Regions from separate parts of the Sus scrofa genome. Here region 2 is linked to region 1. Evidence: chromatin contacts called from public Hi-C data. All regions are on one chromosome and are shown on one strand. Each heading gives the region's core, a stretch centred on a gene start, on an enhancer-like site or on the middle of the called end of the contact. The rest is flanking DNA. Distances are from core to core; before and after follow the strand shown. Region 1 has its middle 78 kb from the start of C7H14orf132. Region 2 overlaps BDKRB2 (B2 bradykinin receptor).

Evidence for each region. Hi-C and Micro-C count contacts between places; a contact is called where the count stands out from the background.
Region 2: a Hi-C map of retroperitoneal adipose tissue shows a contact between it and region 1, with 1.8 times the contacts expected there. The contact joins two enhancer-like sites. A contact is called at or near these places in 10 of 47 Hi-C or Micro-C datasets (alveolar macrophages, embryonic fibroblasts, epiblast stem cells and 6 more) and 1 of 2 datasets of contacts at active chromatin or transcription factors (skeletal muscle).

Annotation. Positions count from the first base shown.
Region 1 is chr7:117,317,383-117,322,624 of Sscrofa11.1, reverse strand. No RefSeq gene overlaps it. Among named protein-coding and RNA genes, the nearest start is that of C7H14orf132, 78 kb to the right of the region's middle. Within about 2 kb of position 2,649, at least 1 of the 83 cell types and tissues checked has an H3K27ac peak or open chromatin away from gene starts, as enhancers often do. A contact at or near this core is called in retroperitoneal adipose tissue, where this site is marked.
Region 2 is chr7:117,455,597-117,460,545 of Sscrofa11.1, reverse strand. The region is part of intron 1 of BDKRB2 (B2 bradykinin receptor); the gene reads right to left. Among named protein-coding and RNA genes, the nearest start is that of BDKRB2, 19 kb to the right of the region's middle. Within about 2 kb of position 3,060, at least 8 of the 83 cell types and tissues checked have an H3K27ac peak or open chromatin away from gene starts, as enhancers often do. A contact at or near this core is called in retroperitoneal adipose tissue, where this site is marked.

The DNA.
Region 1 (5,242 bases), core at 1,400-3,899:
TTTTGATCAAAGGAAATCTTGGTGACTCCATTTTGCTCTGGTTTCGGCGGAAACACCTTCCTCTGAGCCCCCACCCCCGTCCCTCTTCTCCCAGTAACAATTTGTTTCAAATTAGCCAACGGAGAAGAGTGTGCGCCCTGCCCTGACCAACCAGAAGGGGACAGGTCCAGCACCCCAATCCCTCCCTCCCCCAACCCCCACCTCTACCTTGGCTACCACAAGTCTGTTCTCTCTGAGTAGTCTATTTCTTTTTTTGTTTGTTTGTTTGTTTGTTTGTTTGCCATTTCTTGGGCTGCTCCAGCGGCATATGGAGGTTCCCAGGCTAGGGGTTGAATCGGAGCTGCAGCCACCGGCCTACGCCAGAGCCACAGCAACGCGGGATCCAAGCCATGTCTGCAACCTACACCACAGCTCACGGCAACGCCGGATGGTTAACCCACTGAGCAGGGGCTGGGATCGAACCTGCAACCGCATGGTTCTTAGTCGGATTCGTTAACAACTGCGCCACGATGGGAACTCCGTATTTCTTTTTAATAGATACTTTCATTTGTGTTATATTTTAGATTCAGCATATAAATAGTATCACATGGTATTTGTCTTTCTCTTTCTTACTTCACTGAGTATGATCAACCCTAGGTCCATCCATGTTGCTGCTAATGGCATTATTTCATTCTTTTTATGGCTGAGTAATATTTCCATCATGTAGATATACCACATCATGTTTATCCATTCATCTGTAGATGGATATTTAGGTTGTTTCCATGTCTTGGCTATTGTAAATAGTGCTGCCAAGAACACTGGGGTGCATGCATCTTTTTGAATTATATTTTTGTCCAGATATATGCCCCGGAGCAGGATTGCTGAATCATATAGTAACTCTATTTTTACTTTTTTGAGGACCCTCCAAACTCTTCTCCCTAGTAGCTGCACTGGCATTTCTACCAACAGTGTAGGAGGGTTCAGTGTCGAAATCTTTAAGTTGGTCATTCTCTTCATCTTGCTTTTTTTTGATATTGATATTCTAGTTTTAGGAAGATCATTTGCTTGATGGTTAGCGTCTATGAACTTGCATTTTAAGCTGTTGCGAGGATGCAACACACCAGGGAGATTATTATGATTATTAAAAGCAAGATCATTTCCAATGTCCAGAGTGTATTTCAAAACCATGGTCCCTAAGACTTAAACCATTCAGAATCCCATAAGTCAAAAAAAGACCCTGATGAAGGAATCACTTTTTAAAGCCAAGAGTCTTGCTCAATGCTCTTATGTCACTGAGTTTCAACCTCCTCAGAAGAATTAATCCAAGTGCAACAAGTCGTGTTGGTCACACCACAGACACCTCCTTGCTCAACTGAAAGGTCATCAAGCTATCCTAGTATCAAGAACAACTTTGGGAGTTCCCGTCGTGGTGCAGTGGTAACGAATCCGACTAGGAACCATGAGGTTGCGGGTTCGCTTCCTGCCCCTGCTCAGTGAGTTAATGATGCAGTGTTGCCGTGATCTGCAGTGTAGGTTGCAGACGCGGCTCGGATCCTGCGTTGCTGTGGCTCTGGCGTAGGCCTGTGGCTACAGCTCCGATTCGACCGCTAGCCTGGGAACCTCCATATGCCGAGGGAGAAGCCCAAGAAATGGCAAAAAGACAAAAAAAAAAAAAAAAAAAAAGAAGAACAACTTTGGCCAAGAGTATTTTTAAGGGGCAGCCCTTGTCTTAGCAATGGATTCGCCAATATTTTCAGGAGTCAAGGAGAGATTTCTGATACTATTCTCATTATGTTTACTAACCAAGGAAGGATGGATCTGATAAAGGGAACTAATTTGGGGTTTTTTTTGGTCTTCTTTTTTTTTGTCTTTTTAGGGTTGCACCCATGGCACATGGAGGTTCCCAGACTAGGGGTCTAATCAGAGCAACAGCTGCCAGTCTACACCACAGCCCCAGCAACGCCAGATCTGAGCCATGTCTGCGACCTATACCACAGCTCACAGCAACGCTGAGCTGAGTGAGGCCAGGGATCAAACACACAACCTCATGGTTCCTAGTCGGATGTGTTTCCGCTGCTTCATGATGGGAACTCCAGGAACTAATTTCGAATCATGAATGCCTTCTGGTAATTTCCACATGACTCTATGGCTCAGGACTGTAAATACAACAGCCACAGAGGCCAGTAAATGTTTAAGGGTCTGTAGATCACACGGGTAGTTTTACTCTGGTTGTTCTGGCCTTGTGTCCTTTTCTCTGCATGCAGCCTGGATGCTAAGTTCCTCAAGTTCTCCAGAGACAGGGAAACAGATCAGGGTTTTTTGTTGTCATCGTTGTTGTTGTTTTTAAGGATCTTGAGGAGACTGGAGTTTTTGGTGACAAATCCAGCAATCTTCAGGCCAAAGCCAGAGTAAAGGAAAGAAAAGAAGGAGGAATGGTTTTATGTTTAGGTTAAGTATGAAGTCTTGCTCCAGTGTCTTGGGTAGCAGCTGTCAATTTGATGTCAGCTGCTTCCCTTCCTAGATAATTTGATGGGGAGGTCTCCAGCATTTGGACAGGACCAAATGTCAGCTAGAGCCTTTTTTGGCTGTGAGATGTGTACCTGACTTTCAAGACCCTGGAGTCTGGCTGTCATCTGCTAGTGCGGAGAACCTAGTATTGTCCCTTCCAAGGAGACTCAAGGGCAGTCTTTGTTCCTAGTGACTAAAAATGTTAGTTTATGGAGTTCCCGCATGGCACAGCAGAAACGAGTCTGACTAGGAAGGATGAGGTTGCGGGTTCAATCCCTGGCCTCGCTCAGTGGGTTAAGGATCCGGCGTTGCCGTGAGCTGTGGTGTAGGTCGCAGATGCAGCTTGGATCCAGTGTTGCTGTGGCTGAGGTGTAGGCTGGCAGCTACAGCTCCATTTCAACCCCTGGCCTGGGAACCTCCACATGCCATGGGTTCGGCTCTAAAAAGATAAAAAGCCAAAAAATAAAAAATAAAAAAAAATAATAAAAATGTTAGTTTAGAAATTCATAGCCAGATATTTGAGAAAACTGGAATTCAGGATCCAGCCCAGTTTATAGGTATATATCAAAAATCAGTTTTATGAGCTTGTCAGTAAGCTGTACTTGTCAAAGTTATTTTCCATGAATTCTCCTTGAAAATAAAGCACTTTGGGGGGAATGCTTTTGTAAAAGGGCCAGAGTAAAATAATGACTCTCCGTAAATCACAACATGCTTTAAAATGTCCATTATTAAATATCTAAATGGAATTTAGAAGGAAATCTGGTTACTACATTAAAATAAAACACTTTATGATAATAAGTGGAAGTGATTAAGGGTCTGTAGATCACATGGGCAGTTTGTGATAACTGATAACTTTATACCAGGACATATCAGATTTCCAGGAATTCCGCACAATTTCCGGAACACTTAGAACATATCCCTAACATAAAAGAAGGCTAAGTATTAATTCTTAGTTGACAATGCTCCTCATGTAAGTCTAATTAGTTTAACATTCTCCCCCCCCCCTTTTTTTTTTTTTTTTTTGGTCTTTTTGCCTTTTCTAGGGCTGCTCCTTTGGCATATGGAGGTTCCCAGGCTAGGGGTCCAATCGGAGCTGTAGCCACCGGCCTACACCACAGCCACAGCAACGCAGGCTCCAAGCCGCATCTGCAACCTATACCAAGCTCACGGCAACACCAGATCCTTAACCCACTGAGCGAGGCCAGGGACCGAACCTGCAACCTCATGGTTCCTAGTCGGATTCGTTACCCACTGAGCCACGACGGGAACTCCCACATTTCCCTTTTTATAAGGAGAGAGAACATTTTGTTTTCTTTTTAGGGCCACAAGTGTGGCATATGGAAATTCCCACGCTAGGGGTCAAATCAGAACTGCAGCTGCCAACCTATGCTACGGACAGAGCTGTGACCAGATCCAAGCCACAACTGCAACCTATGTCACAGCTTGAGGCAACGCCGGATGCTTAAGGCACTGAAAGAGGCCAGGGATCAAACCCACATCTTCAGGGGCACTGCGTCAGTTTCTTAACCCACTGAGCCACAATGGAAACTCCAAGAGAGAGAACAATTTTTTTCAGAAATGTTTCAGGGACCCTCTGGAAATTTTTAAAGCTAGACTTCATTTATTTTCAGAAGTTTGTCAAAAATATAAAAGAAGTTTCAAAACGGTTGGTCAAATAAGATCATGGGTCACTGTGAAAAAGTTGCTTAGTTATCCATTTAATCAAAGTGACAACCGAAGATATTAACGGCAAATAGTTGTCAAAAAGACAGTTTTTTTAATAGAAAAGAATTAGTGTTCTGAATATAGGAAACTGTTTTGATAAACACAAAATCCTTGTTTTTCAGGCAAATTATTTAAGGTGAAGAAAAAGAAGTCTTTTATGATCTCTTATCAAGAGCAGACCAGGGAGTTCCCATCGTGCCTCAGTGGAAATGAATCTGACTAGTAACCATGAGGACAAAGGTTCGATCCCTGGCCTCCCTCAGTGGGTTAAGGATCTGGCATTGCTATGAACTGTGATGTAGGCCAGCAGCTCTGAATGGACCCCTGGCCTGGGAGCCTCCCTATGCTGCAGGTGCGGCTTTGTTCATTCAGCAAATAGAAAAGCAAATTCTAATTTTGCACCAGCTTACTTTTGGTATTTGTGAACTAAGAATGCTGCCTGCCGTATCAATAAACAAAGGATGCTGCAGCCCTCAGCCACTCTGGCTGAGAGTGAGCCCTGAGGGAACTCAGGATGGGAAACACGGGTTTCTGGGCCTAGATGGCCAAGGTGCATAGCAAAGGAATGATTTCAGTGAGCCCAGACTCTTGCATCTTCTTATATACAGAAAAGTGCTAAATTCTGTATCTTGAGATGTCTGATTTTCTTTATTTAACAGTAATCTTTTGATGTTTGGGCCACCTGGTCTTTGCTACAAAAACTCCTGTATATCCTGGCACCCCCCACACACACCCCCTTGCCATCTGAGACGTTGTGTCCTAGGCTTAAGTCCTGTTTTATCCACCAAATAAATCATAACTCTGGACGTTTAGGTTGTGCCTCTTTTTTTTTTTCAGTTGCGTATTAAAACTCATTTACTTAAATAAATTTATTCCAATCTTAGTTCTGACCACACATAAAATTCTTTCCAAGGATTCCTTTTTCATAAATCTTCTTTTACTGCAAACATCTCTTATTTTTTTTTGCATGGGAAGATATTTCCCTTATTTTTTCTAGTAGCTTTAATCACATGTGTTAGATTATTTTAAC
Region 2 (4,949 bases), core at 1,811-4,310, 140 kb before region 1:
GCTTCACCACAGCCACAGCAACACCAGATCTGAGCCGTGTCTGTGACCTACAGCTCATGGCAACGCTGGATCCTTGACCTGCCGAGCGAGGCCAGGGATCGAACCCACAACCTCATAGTTCCTAGTCAGATTTGTTTCCACTGTGCCACCACGGGAACTCCCCCTTTTACCTTTCACATCCCCTCTTGCCAGGACAGCCATGCACATGTGTATGTGCGTGTGTGTGTGTGCGTGTGTGTGTGTGTGTGTGTAATCACACGTGCATGAGACTGCGCAGCTGTCTGTCCCATTCTATTAGATACACTTGCCTTGCTCACCTTCCCACGCTCCGCCATCCCTGCTGCGGTGCTTTGCACATCTCCAACTGGTAGAGAACATTTACTCCCTAAGTTAAAATCTCTCGGACCACCCAGCAAAGGTCAAATCAGAGAAGGACAGAACCAAGGGTCCTGAATCCCAGCTCAGGCCCCTTTCCCGGAAACCTCCCTGGAATAGACATGTTGCTCTACAATCCATTTCACATGACGGCTGGGTAAGGATGCGAGCTGCAGACAGTCATAAAGGTCACTTCGGGGCACAGTCAATACTGGGGGGCCGGGGAGGTGATGGGACCTCACGCATCCAACCAGCCGCAATACCAGGAAGAAGTGTGGCCTGAGCACAGTTTCCGAGGGGCTTTTTCCTGAGGAAAGGCCAGCGCTGTCTTAGGAAAAGGATGAGGTTCTGGGAAGTCAACCTCTGTTCCGGGAACACCTCGAGAGAGCTGAATCAGACCCATTCGGTCTTAGACATGCGTGTGGCCCCTTCTGGCATCTGGACACTTTATGGGCCTGGAATGTTCTGGAAAGATTTACAGGGCTGGGGTGAGGTGGCGGGAAGCGGGGGCTGGAGTTGGGTGTCGGGGGGGAAGGCTTGAGAAGAGGGGCCCCTCCTCCACCCCGTTTTCTGCAGCCCAGGACAGGGCATGCACTGCCACCCGCACAGCCCCGGGGCTCAAGTTAGTTCCTGTTTCTGTGGTTAGGTTATCTGTTCAGCACACTGCTTTGTTTCTCTCTTCTCCCACTGGGTTCCGTAGGGGTTTTTTTGGTGTGTGTGTGTGTGTGTGTGTGTGTGTGTGTGTCTTTTGAGGGCCACACCCAAGTCATATGGAAGTTCCCAGGCTAGGGGTCGAATCAGAGCTACATCTGTGACCTTACACCACAGCCACAGCAACAGTGGATTCTTAATCACTGAGCGAGGCCAGGGATCAAACCTGCTTTCCTCATGGATACTAGTCAGGTTCTTCACCCCTGAACCACAGCGGGAACTCCGGATTCTGTAGTTTTACGAAGGAGCACCTTCATCTGAAATCCTCGTACCACTCTTTCCCCTTAAAAAAAAGCAACAACTCCCTTTTGTTTTTAAAAGATCATATAGGCAAGTAAAGAGCCTTGAAAAATACTAGACTCTCCCAGAGTTTTATCCCCCCACAGCTCCCTTCATATTCACGTTCAACCAGCCGTTCATCGCCTGTGGTTTCACACAGAATATCATATCAAGGGATTTTTTTCTCTGTGGTTCCATGGCTGTCATAAGAATGCCTTTAAAGAAGGCATGGTATTTGTTTATTGTCATTTATCAAGCCGTTCCTTGACTCGATCCCTTTCTATGTAATGTATCTCACGAGGTCCCCAGCTACAGTGAGCCCCATCCACTCCCGAGGAATATTTCTCGCGTTCCCACCACCTCTGCCTTGGCTGGGGCTGCCCCCTCTGAATGCCCGTCCCCTCTTCTGCCTGCTGCAGTTGAGACCAGCTCAGGCACCAGCCCTTCCACGGAGCCTCCCAGATGCCCTGTGATGGTTGATTTTATGTGTCAGCCTGTCCAGGTCCAGCCCCCGCTTTTTCAGTCTAATACTGATCTGGGCGTTGCTGTAAAGGCACGTGGTTGATGCCACTGACGTCCCTAATCAGGGACTTTAAGACTTTACGTAAGGGAAATTATCTGCCGTTATCCGGGTGCACCTTAAGAGCTGAACTGGGGTTTCCCAGCAGCAGCAGCAGAAATTCCACTTGGGAAGAACAGCTTCAATCCACGCCCGTGTTCTGGCTTGCCTCTCCTGGCCTTATATGGCTTCTGGACTTGCCCAGCCAGCCCTAGCCAATCCCTTGCAATAAATCTGTTAACACGGATTTCCTACGGGCTCCTTTCCTCTGTTTTTTTTTTTTTTTTTTTTTTTTTTTTTTTTTTTTTGTCTTTTTGCTATTTCTTTGGGCCGCTCCTGCGGCATATGGAGGTTCCCAGGCCAAGGGTCGAATCGGAGCTGTAGCCCCTGGCTACACCAGAGCCACAGCAATGTGGGATCTGAGCCATGTCTGCGACCTACACCACAGCTCATGGCAACGCCAGATCCTTAACCCACTGAGCAAGCCAGGGATCGAACCTGCAACTTCATGGTTCTTAGTCAGATTCGTTAACCACTGCGCCACAACAGCAACTCCTCCTTTCCTCTGTTGAATGCACTCGAGCAGTGGGGGTCCCTCCCTCCTTTCCCCCTCCCCCTTCTCTGTAATATATATTTAGAGCAGGTCTCTTAGAGATGCTTGCATGGCTTCTTGCTTTCTCTGTGGCGTGCCTGACATCTATTAGGTGCTCAATAAACGATTGTTGACTGACTGGTAGACAGCAAGGTGATCCTTACTTCTCTTTTTGTCCCCAGCAGACACATCTGCAGGGTAGAGGCAAAGGAAAACAGAAGAGCTTACTGGGCGTCCTGGCTGCCACGTCCTCAAGACCGCACTGTGTGGTTGACATATCATCATTCCCATATACCAGACAAGAGGGCAGAGGCTTGACAAGGTAGCCTGAGATGGTTCAAGCTCACACAGCTAGCTAGAGGCAGGGCCAGGATTCAAACCCAGGTCTGCCTGAGTCCAAACCCCAAGGCACTTCTCTTGCATCAGAGGGCTTCCCCTCCCTCAGAATTCTGCTACGAGGCATCCCTGTGGACTAGGGGAGGGATTCAGTGGGCTTGCAGGTCTGGCTGTCTCTGGCCAGGAGGGGGCGCAGTGACTTCATCCTTCAAGGGAAGAAGTTCTGTGCAGGCGGCTGCAAGCTGGCAGTTTAGACCAGGGCTCAGCTGGCCCTATGGGGTGGCTGGGGCATCAGCACGGGGCTGGAATTGGCAGCCCGAGGGCCTTGGTCACTGAAGCCTTTTGAGGATGCAGGTTTGGGGGACAGGAAACCTCAGTGTCTCAATCTTGCCAGTAGCTTGTGGTTTGTTTAGTGGAGCTTAGAGGGGCAAGCCACTGTGTGTGTGTGTGTGTGTGGTGCGCAGCGCGTTGTGTGTAAGAGCATGGGTTGGGTGGTGTGTGTGTGTGTGTGTGTGAGCATGGGTGGGTGGGGTGTGGTGTGTGTGTGTAAGAGCATGGGTTGGGTGCCCGGAGATGTCGCCAAGGAGTTGGAAAGACAGGGGACCTGGGGCTTCATGACTGAGGTCCAACCAGGTCAGAATTCCAGCTCTAACACTTACCAGCTGTATGACCCTGGACAGGCTGGCGACCCCCTCAGGACCTCAGTTTCTTCATCTGTCAAATGGGGAACTAATAGCACCCACTTTGTAGCTAGGGGTCAAATCAGAGCTACACCTGCTGGCCTACACCACAGCCACAGAAACCCCAAATCTGAGCCGTGTCTGTGACCTACACCACAGTCACGGAAACCCTGGATCCTTAACCCACTGAGCAAGGCCAGGGATTGAACCCACATCCTCGTGGATACTAGTTGGGTTCGTTACGGTTGAACCTCCCTTGACACACTTTCGATGTTCTAGACACGGCAGGGTTTCCTTCCTTTCTGCTCTATATCGGGTTTCTGCAAACAGTTTGATTGGACTTCTGCTTAAGAAAACATTCCATACACACCACTGTTACATAGAGTAGATAACCAACAAGGACCTGCTGTATAATAGTCAACATTTTGTAATAACCTATAAGGGAAAAGAATCGGAAAAAGAATGCACACATTTGTACACGTGTAACTGAATTACTGTGCCATACACCTGAAACTAACACGGCATTGTATGTACAAAAACAAGAAAATGTTCAACTGACCCCCAGCTCCTCATGACAGAGGGGGAAACTGAAACCAGGAGAGGGGAGAAAATGCCTAAAGCCATATAACGAGTAAATGCTGGCCTGCAGAGCCGTGGCCTGGCCTGTCTCCTGCTGTAGTCCTTTTAGGGGTCTGTCCAGGCAGAAGTGACCAGAGGCCTGGACACACTCACAGGCTGAGGGGATGTCTTTTGTTTTATTTTTGAATATTAATGTTTTAATTTTATGTTTAAATTTTTTTTGGGGTTCTTTTTTTTTTTTAAGGCCTCACCTGTGCATATGGAGGTTCCCAGGCAGGGGCTGAATCAGAGCTGCAGCTGCCAGCCTACACCACAGCCACAGCAATGCCGGATCCTTCACCTGCTGAGCGGGGCCAGGGATGGAACCCACATCCTCATGGATACTAGTCAGGTTCTTAACCTGCTGAGCCACAACGGGAACTCTGAGTATTAACATTTTAAAAACTGAAGTATAGTTGCTATATAATGCTGTGTTAATTTCTCCTATACAGCGAAATGAATCATATATATGCATATATATATATATATATATACACACACACACTCTTTTAAAAATATTCTTTTTCATTATTTATCATGAGACATTGAATATAGTTCTCTGGGCTATACAATAGGACTTACGGATTATCCATCTTAAATATGCAACAGTTGGCATCTGCTAACCCCAATCTCCCACCCCATCCCTCCCTCAACCCCCTCCCCCTTGGCACCCACAAGTATGTTCTCTGGCCCAGGGGTCGTCTTAATTGAAACATGGATTTCGTCCTTCTAGCCCACTTGGAAACAGTTATATTTATATAACTCATTGATACCCCAATTAGTTCTAGATGCTCACAGA